2 separate regions of the Mus musculus genome follow, and region 1 is linked to region 2. A link is a contact called in public Hi-C data. All regions are on one chromosome and are shown on one strand. Each heading gives the region's core, a stretch centred on a gene start, on an enhancer-like site or on the middle of the called end of the contact. The rest is flanking DNA. Distances are from core to core; before and after follow the strand shown. Region 1 holds the start of Tmem52b (transmembrane protein 52B). Region 2 overlaps Clec12b (C-type lectin domain family 12, member B).

Evidence for each region. Hi-C and Micro-C count contacts between places; a contact is called where the count stands out from the background.
Region 1: a contact with region 2 is called in a Hi-C map of Sertoli cells, with 3 times the contacts expected there. The contact joins the promoter of Tmem52b here to the enhancer-like site in region 2. A contact is called at or near these places in 19 of 39 promoter capture datasets (the 3T3-L1 cell line, 3T3-L1-derived adipocytes, the C10 cell line and 13 more), 1 of 15 datasets of contacts at CTCF or cohesin (CD8 T cells), 31 of 484 Hi-C or Micro-C datasets (the 3T3-L1 cell line, the AML12 cell line, B cells and 21 more), 3 of 115 datasets of contacts at active chromatin or transcription factors (PVALB interneurons, hepatocytes and pancreatic cancer cells) and 5 of 9 other capture datasets (adipose tissue, embryonic stem cells, liver and 2 more).

Annotation. Positions count from the first base shown.
Region 1 is chr6:129,510,355-129,515,656 of GRCm38.p6, forward strand. Tmem52b (transmembrane protein 52B) reads left to right here and starts at 2,203. Exons shown (of 5, transcript NM_001081186.1): 1 at 2,203-2,750; 2 at 3,860-3,903. The coding sequence starts at 2,685.
Region 2 is chr6:129,372,173-129,377,225 of GRCm38.p6, forward strand. It overlaps Clec12b (C-type lectin domain family 12, member B), which reads right to left. Exons shown (of 6, transcript NM_027709.2): 6 at 3,341-4,173. The coding sequence ends at 4,023. Among named protein-coding and RNA genes, the nearest start is that of Clec12b, 11 kb to the right of the region's middle. Within about 2 kb of position 1,724, at least 10 of the 459 cell types and tissues checked have an H3K27ac peak or open chromatin away from gene starts, as enhancers often do. A contact at or near this core is called in Sertoli cells, where this site is marked.

The DNA of each region.
Region 1 (5,302 bases), core at 953-3,452, 140 kb after region 2:
ATTGACAAGCTTAATGGAATGGGATTATGTAGGCTGGTAATGAGAATGTCCTCCATGTCTCCAGCTCCGTGCCCTCTGTCCTTATGCCATGTGGACCTTTTCTTCTTAGGAATGATCTTCCCTCTATCATCATTTCCTACTTAAAAGCTGTGACGGGAGCCATCACAGGACACTGACACATTAGAATCAACAAAGGAAGTTCTTTCCTGCTTATGGGATAAGAAAGAAATGGTACGGGTAATTCTGAAAAAGAAAACAACAAGGGAGTCATTAACCAAAGCCTGTGGTGTTCAGGCCTGCTGGGAAGCTCCAGGGCAAGAAAGACGATTGCAATCATGTGGCCAGAAACTGCCAGGGGGGAAAGCCAAAGTAATTGGAAAACCTGTTCATGCAGGTGAAGGCTGGTGCGGGTGGGAAAAGAAATGGCCTGGTTAGCATGGGAACTGTTCAAGGAAAAAAAGACTATTAGAAAGATATATTGCCATCTAGAAAGGACTGGTAGAAAGACAGAAGAGTCATAGTGGACATTAATGATCCTGTATATTGGAAGGAACCATCACATGTAAGATAGAGATAAATTAAAAGTATCTTAACTAATATCAAATGCTTGCTATCAGGACTGTAATATACATCATAAAGATTCCTTTATTTTGTTATTTATTTGTATAAGTACTTTGCTTTTGTGTATATATGCTCACTACCCACATGCCTGATTCCCATGGAGGACAGAAGTTGGCCTGAGATTCCTCTGGGACTGGAGCTACAATTCATGAGTCACTATGTGGATATTGAGAACCAGAGTGCTTTCCATATCAAATTGAACTGAGCTGACAGAGACATAAAATGCCTTGTCCAAGATCCCATAACAAACAGGGGGTCAAGCAAGTGACTGGATCAAGACCCTGAGCTATGGTCTTAACCCATGCTGGTTTACTGTCTTTCCCACAAGAAAAGAAAACAGGGTGTGTGTGTGGGGGGGGTATTCATGAAGTTTTTCTATTATGTGGTGTTTGAATAAAAATATTCCACACAAGATGCCTCCTTGACCCCGATTTCCTTTCGCTGAAGCAACAGCTGATGCTAGTTCAGGAGTTATTTATTATGCTCTCTGAAGAAGGAGGTGCAGTAAGGTCCAGGCCTAGTGAAAGGCTGTAACTTAAGTCCTGCTCTCCACTCCTCCAGAATGCCTTCTGTCTCACAGAGTTTTCTATTGAAGTTTGGAAAGTACATTTCACTCAAGAGCCTATGTTATAAAAAGAAATGGACAACTTGGAGAGAGCAACATTGTACCAGAGAGTTCTCTCACTGTTTGCTCTCCTTAGCTGAGAACAGGAAATTGTTTGCATTCATAATTCTCACATCATATCATCACGGTCTGATCACATGGTGTGTGGGGCCTTGAGTGTGATGGAACCCACTCCACAAACTCCCTCATCAGGACCCACCCTGCAGCCTCTCCTCATCAATTAGAAAGCAGCTGAAATCTAATTTTGTTCAGTCTTGTGAAACAGACATGTCACTGTGAACCAACACTGAGTGTTCTTACTTAGTACTTTGGGATCTGGGTAAAAGATTCCTCCTTAAATATCAGTCGTTTATATGGCATTCACTGGCTCTGGACAATATTTTCCTGTATAGCCATTTTATATCCTTTCCGTGTGGTGTGCTTATTTTAAAATATGACTTGTAAGTCTTATTTTATTGTTGATAATATGTGGGTTTAGATGGAGGTCTTGCTGTTCCCTAGGGTAGTCTTACTTTCCTGAACTAGACCCATATGATCCTCGTGTCTCAGCCTCCTCAGTAGATGGAACCGTGATTGTATGCTCTGAGCCTGGTTCTCTAGTGACAACATCACAACACTGCTTTAAGAGGAGCAGAGGGAGAGAGAGAGAGAGAGAGAGAGAGAGAGAGAGAGAGAGAGAGAGAGAGAGAGAGAGAGAGTGTGTTAACTTGGAAAATGGTTTTTAAAACTATGCCTGTGTTTCTGAAACTGAAGCAGGAGGCTGAGACCATTGTTAGCACCTGGCACTTCTAGTTTTGAAACCCACTACCTACTCTAAAGTAGGGATAACTTTCTAGCTCCTTTAAAATCTCTTAGTCCTGCTGAATGGCTGCAATAAATGACCCAGAACCTGCAGGGTTGATTATCAACACGGTAAGGGGAGAGTTTTAAGGAGTAAGAAGGCAGATGCCAATCACATGGAGAGAGGGTGGAGAGAGATTGGCAGTGACTTTCAGACTTCAGCGGTCATCCAGGAGCCGAGAGTGTGTAACTAGTTTCCTGATGAACACAAGAACACATCTGGTCACTCACAATCTGCCTTTGACCTATTACAGGTCCAAGTCTCTCATTATAGACTGAGGAAAAAAAAATCTAACTCAGAGGACAAATGTGCTCTTCTTGAATGCAGACGAAGAAAAATTAAATACACAGAAAAGTTTGATTGAAGAAAGGAAGTGGAGAGGAAGCCAATGTGGAGACCCCGTGAAGAGAACTCAGGAGGAGGAAACTAAAAGGGAAAAGGAAACCGTAAAATATAAAGCCAGCGGGAACAAGGAGAGGAGATTGATCTATTGCCGAGAAAAAATTCTCTTTAGGAATCCTTCACCACCAAGTTCCACGTGGCACGGAGCATGGGAAGGATACAGCAGATGCAGCCGGCGTGACCTTTCTGGACCAGATGTTCAGCCTAATGACAGCCTGGGCCCAGGTGCTGATGGCCTCTGGCCTGTTTTATTTCATCCAGGTGTGTTCAATTGTGAAACAGCAGGAAGAAACTTTCCTTTGCGTATTGCTTTAGCTATGCTGTCTCTAGGAGGAAATGGATGGAGCAAAAACTGATATAGAACCCAAAAGGGAGTGAGAAAAGAGTACTATGGTGTTTGTTTAATAATAGGGGGTTTCAGAGATGTGTGTATGTGTATGTGTGTGTGTGTGTGTGTGTGTGTGTGTGTGTGTGTGTGTGTGTGTGTGTGTGTAGATGTATGTATGTGTGACTGATGCTCATGGAAAGAGGGAGAAAAATTAGAACAATCAGAGATAGTATATGTTATACTCAGCTTGAACAGGGGTGCAGGGATTACCCAGTGAGTTCCCAGTACCAAAGGTCTCTTTAATAATATTTTAAACAATTTATTTTACTCCTCTGTGAAAGAAAAGCCTGTGAGTCACCATTTAGTTGAAAAAAGGGTCAGTATAGTGAGAGATTCTGGACAAATGCCAAGGCCAAGTTTACATAGCTAGGAAGTCTAGCTGAGCAAGACACTGCAGAAACTAGACTGCATCTCATTCCTGTGCTGGTAGCAGCTGTCTGCTTTGCTTCCCACGCAAGTTAACCAATATATAAAAGTACATTTTCTTATATGTTCTCTTGGTTTCTGCATTTCCTTTTCTTCTTTATTCTTCTTTCTTTGTAACATCTCCCCCATTGCTCTTCTTGTGTAGTGAGATACTGATGTGGTGAAGGCTGAAAATGAATAGCACTGGGGCTAGATTTCAATTTTCAGCAGTGCAGGGATAAGGAAGACAACCACAATGTCCCAGGGGATGAGTCAGGAGACTTCTAGGGTGACAAACTGACACAGAGGGCTATTCATAATTCCCTAAGGAAGGATGCTCAGCCATGGCCCGAGCCACATAGAAGATCCCTGCTCTTTCAGGAACTTCTGCCTCACAAGATGTAGTCACCAGTCAAAGGAATGACCAATGTCTCAGGCCAGTACAGACCAATCCTATGATCCTGTCCTCATCTTTACAAATAGGTCTGACAGGGTTCAGCCATGATGGGTAGTTGATAGGCTGCTGAGAACTGCAGGTGTGACCATTTCCATGTCTGAGATTATTTCCTTCCCACAGCTTCCTGGGGCCAGGAGTGAGGAGAACTGTGTCAACACTGAACAGTAAGTATCTGAGAGTTCAAGCTAGGAGTAGAGACAGACAAAGTGACAACACCCAAACATAGGCTAAAATGTCAGCAGATAGTGCCGACTTCCCTTTTAACTTAAATGGACACCACCTACCATCATAGACATGTGTGTCATTCCAACTGCTCAGAATCACCCTACTGAGAGTGCTTTTTTTTTTTTTTTTTTTTTTCAAATCAGTCTTCTCGTCAACACAGCACAATTAATTTAAATACATATAGTCAGGGAGACCTGCAAAAGGCTTCCTTAGCTGTGGTTTCCAGTGACTCATTAGGGCAGACTGGGTTCAGCAGCCAGTCATTGGCTTATCTATTTGGATGATTTCCACAGCAGCATGCCCACTTCAAATCCAAAAGCAATTTTTGGTTTCAAGTAAGGACAGACAATAACAATCCTGTTCACAGGAAAGGAAAACACACATTCTGCCATAGAATCATTTCCCTGAAACCAGCTCTATCAGATGTGAGGGGAATTAAGTAAGTAGGCTCGTCTTGATTACTTGGCATGAGTATATCTGATACTGGCTAGATGACATCGTGAATTCAGATGTCTGTTGCCATTTGGAGTCTAAGGTAGAAGTGAAAGCATGTGAACCAATGACAAAATGTGAGAAGTAAAATGATACATTGTTTCAGGAAAAAAAAAAACTTCATTTTCTCTAGAAGAGTGACCAAATATGGAATGCAGAAATGATACATTGTTTCAGGGAAAATACAAACAAACTGCATTTTCTGTGGAACAGTGACCAAGGATGAAATGCAGAAATGGGTCTCAATATATATTTAATGGAGAACATTTATTTTATTATTTTAGTGAAAAACTGGTCCATCTTTAAAGAAACACGCATTCCTCTGCCTATCCCCGACTTGCGGTTTTAGTGTCTTCCACACAGTCTTCCTTGTGAAGCCAGCCAGCCTCTCCCTTTTCTCCCTTCCTGTTTGGTCTCAGCAGATGTACCCATCAGTTTTGAGTTTAGCTGTGAAAGTGTAGGCCCTTTTTAGGGGGAGGATGTTGCAAGAACTTGTGAAATATAAATTACAAATATGACTCCTTTCATGCCTTCAACTGAAACTTTCCTGATGTGTACAGTTACTGACCTCACATGCATTTGAGTTCAAGGCTCTTGTCTGTTTTCAAAGCCACTCTTTATACCCTTCTATGCTTAATCCTTGAGAATCTCTATCTCAGCAGCTCATAAATAGCCATGGGGACATCTTCTTTTCCTTTTCTATCTTATCAACTTGAAAATAGTTAAGTTTCATCACGTAGTTTTTTCAAACAAAAGTCGTTGTAGCTGTTTCTCTTCTTCTCCTCTCCATTCTCAGACCCCCTTCCCTTAATTTTTCTCATGGCCATTCTTCTTAATGAAATTTTT
Region 2 (5,053 bases), core at 474-2,973:
GATTTCCCGAAGTTACCATTATTTCTGTCTCTCTTATAACCTTCCATGATCTTGCTTGGATGTACAATTATTTTTAGGAAAACTCAGTGTATGAGAACTAACTGGTAAAGGTGAGAGATGCCAAGAAACTGAAAAAGTATATCTGGGCTTGCACAGAGCAGAACAACACATCAGGGCACAAGGATAGAAGCATGCTTTTGGCAGCAGCAGCGTGGAGGATCCCCACATCCAAGGAGAGAAGAAGGGATTGATATGTTAAGCTACAGAAAGATGGGTCTGGGCCAAGTAGCTTGTGCCTGGGCTTCCTGTTAAAAAGGTCAGCAATCTGCTGTTGCCAGGGAACAACAGTCTGTGCATCAATGGTCATCAAAAAATAGTTGGCTGTTTTAATGACTATTGTTATTTTATAGTGCTTATCAAACAGGCCTGGGTATCCTGGTTGCTCCTTTAACACAATAATTATTTTTTTTAAAAAAATACCAATATAACTTACTATTATTTATATATTCTTTTAGACAACAGTATTATTTATTATTGGCTTCATGGTATTTTTTTTATATCTATTACTTGACTTCAATAATTCAAGTTAACTACTCAGCCAAATTTCATGTCATTCTTTCTGTCTTTGCCTTAAAGTCTTAATAAGCATAAACTTTATTTGCTCTATTTTTCATAACAGCATAAAAATAATTAGGGAAAACAAAAACTATCACAAAGAAAAGAGCTCCAAGGGAATGCACAAGAATCAAAGACACACTCAAGTGTGCACACACTCAGGAGTTCCATAAAAAGACTGAACTGAAAACTGTAATGTGTCCGCAGAGGACCCGGTGCGGACTCACGTAGCTCAAGTCCCATGTTGGCCGCTTCGGTCTCTGTGAGTTCATACGAGCTTTGTTCAGCTGATTTAGAGGGCTGTGTTCTGGTGTCCTTCACCCTATCTGGCTCCCACACTCCTTCTGCCTCCTCTTGCTCAGGGTTCCCTGAACAAGAAGTATTTTTGCTACTACTGCAGAGAGAGCTATCTACTCTGACACTGGCATCAGCATTTTTGTCTGTGTTGAGATCAGGATGAGGCTGTTCCCCATAAACTCAAGCATTTGAACATTTGTCCCCGAGGTAGTGACATTCCTTGGGGGAAGTTTATGAGGTGTCACCTTGCTGGAGAAAGTATGTCAGTGGGGGGTTGGCTTTGCAAGCACAGAGCCTCACTGTAGTCCAGTTCATTCTGCCTTGTGGTACTTTCAGATAAAGATACAATCTCTCAGCTTTCTGCACTGGCACTATGCCTTCTGTTGCTGTCCACATCACTCTGGAGCCACAAGCCCAAGCAGACCCTTCCTTCTACAAGTTACCTTGATCATGGAGTTTTAATCCTAGCGACAGAAAAGTAATGTGTACTACCAGCCTGCTCAGGAAATTTGTACTGAGGTCATTTATTCAGGGTGAGATCCTATAAAACATTACAAAGCTTATCACATTTAAAATTTTCCAGTTCTACCTCCCCAAGGACCATATCTGATCCTGTAGATCTGAGATATAGTCCCCAAAGATCTATCCATCACTCATTCACCTATCTATCATACATCTGTCTTTCTATCATCTGTCAGGGGCAGAGAAAAGAGAAATTCCTGGGAGGGATTCCCACCTCAGAGGCCAGCTATCAGAATGCTGTAAAGGATAATGGTGCACTCTGATACACAAAGGGCAGCCAGTCTCCAGGAATAGATACATCTGAATCTCCTCTGCAGAGGCTAGTGAGGATAGTGTGGTGACAGCAAGATGCAGGGAGGAAGGGACAGATGATCTGACCTTATCAGAATCCAGAGCCTCTGGGAAACTAAACAAAGTTTCTTTTCAAACAGGCATAAAAGTCAGAGTGACCATGAGCTAGGCAGGAGAAGATACAAGATGCCAGGCAAAAACTATAATAACTCCTTTATGGGAGCAAAATAACCAGCAAAGACAATCAGGGTCTACAAAGCAGATTCTTTGGTTAGAGATAGAGGGAAAGCAGGAGCAATCAGCTTTTCCAAGGGAAGAAAGAGATACCGAAAGCTGTGGGAGATAAGTGCAGACTTTTGACGTTTAATGAGTAGTTCCACTCTGTGAGAGAACCTACAGATGAGAAATGGAGGAGTAGAGCTGCAGTTTAGATCCACGTGTGGGCGGTAGATGCTGTGCACTGACACTGTGTTGAAAGTAATGAAAGTATTTTAATGTGTACTTAACATTTCAGTGTTAAGTCTTATTAAATATTAACTCTGAACCTTACTCTCTACTTCTAGAATTTTCTTGGATATCTATATCTATCTATCTATCTATCTATCTATCTATCTATCTATCTATCTATCTATCTATCCCTGTATATAATATATATAAAAATACTTTTAAATTTAAAATATATTATATATGTACATATAATATATATTGTATATAATATATAGTAATACATAAAATATATGTGTATATAATATATAATACAACCAATTATAAGAAATAATATGTATGTATATATATATTATACTATTATATAATGTATATATTATAATGATGTCGTAATTTTAACATTTTAAAGACAATAAGATATTGGGTAGTATTGTGAAGTTGTTTCAAAGAACTGTTACAATGTTCAGAATGCAGTCCATTTTCCAGAGAAATTTGGGCTACTGTTCAAAATTGGTACCACAAGTTAATTTAACATCCTTTTTAGATGATACCTATACAGTTAGTTCATAACTAAATAATGAGGAATTAAATACATTTCATTCATGAATTTCCTGAAATCAGTATTTTGTATCAGAAAGATTTCTGAAGCCTAGAGTCACAGCATTTAGCTCCTATCAGGATCTGTTTCAGGAAACAGAGACTATTCCAGTAAAGCTTAAAAAAATTGTTCTGAGAGCATGTCTTCAAATAATATTTTAGTATTTCTCAGAAGAAAATAAAATATGTAGTAACAGAGAGCTGACTCAGCATTTCTGAACACTTGCAGAGCAAACATTTGGACAGGAGTTCAGATATCAACTCTGCTGTAAAAGCCAGGTGTGGTCAGGCACCTGCCTGTAACTCCACACCCAGTGAGCAGAAACAGGAAGATGACTGGCGATTGCTGGCTTCCGGTCTAACAGAAGAAAAAAAATTCACAAGATCCTCTTTCAGGGAGAGAATCTGTACTCAAAGAGATGCAGTGGGGAGTGTTGGAGGACAGCATTCAGTGCTCTCCTCTAGCCTCTTCATGTATGCACAGGTACAGGTATCTACACATGTGCACATACACACAGATAAATACATGATGTTGCTATGTATGTATACACAAAATAAAGTTATATAACATTAATAGTAATAGAATAAAAATCTTTATTATTCTGATAATACCCAGATTGCCAAATCAATAACCTGGATGTTATTAGTTTAAATAAATGATAAAATATGAAGACCAGTGTTCATTCTATTGTATGTAGGCTATAAGTTATAAGAGTTTATAGTACATAGTTTCATAGGTAGACAGAGAAAATTTACTCTGTACATGGAGGCTGATACCTAGGGGTTTAGACAGATGATCTCTAAAACACTAAAATATTTTCAATTCAACAACACAGCACTGTTGTTTTACCTTGGGCTCCCTCAGACCTGTACATGATTGAGCAGGTTTTATAGCAGGGGTCTCCTAGAACTTGCTCCCAAACTGTGGCCTGTGTTGGTCTCGTGGTAAATATTTAAATATCACCCAGTATCCATGTAGACATGTAAGAATAAAGCAAGAAACAATGTTTATTGACAGACAGACTGAGAAGACACGTACTTTCCTGGGCACTTGACATCATTTTAAGATCTAAGTAATCAGAACAGGTCAGAGGGAATCAGACGTGAAGAGGAGAACGTTCTGAGAAGCAGGTTTGTCCGTGCAATAGTTTTAAGTACACAGTCAATTTTTAGTTGACTCAAATATTGTAGCTTTCTTCTTTCTTGCATGGGTTTGCAATAGGTCTTTACTTCTGGATAGATCTGGAAGAGTCAGATTAATCCAAATCTTCAATCTTCACCAGGGAGGCTCTCTTCTCACAAATCCAAGGGATTTCAGCACGACAGCGAGAAGTGTAAATATTCCCTCTTTCAAAATAAGCACACTCTCTGGATCCATTGAAACTCGCAAGCTCCTTGTCACTAAGCCTGAAAAGTAATCGATTTAAAATTAGTTAAAACTATTATATATGAAATTTAACTAGGATCTAGTCTTCTCAGTCACCTTTAGAGGGAAAAATCCGACTCTCATGCATCCTCTACAAAGCAGCAGGAGCCGTAGTGCCAGCACCTGTGTTCTTTGTCTCAGGCTAAAACATTCCCTTAAGAAGAGTTCATTTAACCCTGCATGACATGCTGATGCAATAGTGGCACAGAAGTTGTGGGAGTAACCAACCACTATTTGAATGGATTTACAGCTGACTCCATGAGAGGGAGCCTAGGCCTGACACAGCTCACATTTTTTTATTGGCCTGTTTGCATTCTAAAGAGAGAGAAAGAAAGGATAGAATTGGATGGTTGGGGGGGGATCTGGTAGGAGATGGGGGATTGGAAGCTATGATAAGATAAATCCAATTAAATAAAAAGAATATTTAAGTTATGTCTTGGGAATTATTATTCCCACCAGTAATATGGAATTCAATTTACCCAGTGCAAATTACATTAGAACTTATAGATTATTTTTATATTTCCTATTTTAATAAAACAAGAAAAATAAAGTCAAACTATGTAAAAAAGTTGTGGAATTTTACTATGTAATGTGTAATTATGCTTGCTTTCATACATTCTTGAGACAAGATAAGTGTCTGAGACAGGAAATGAATGATTTACTGATGTGATCAGGTAGTTGGGAAATTGTGTCCAGGTTTTTGGCTCAACTTTAATGATCCTTAAATGATGTCTTTGAAAATTATGCAAGCTCAGTTTAAATCTTTGTTACAAGTACAGCTTTTTTTCAAGTGATGCACATGGTGATGCCATGTTACTTTATTCACCAGAGATGAGCCTATTAAACATCACTATTTGAATA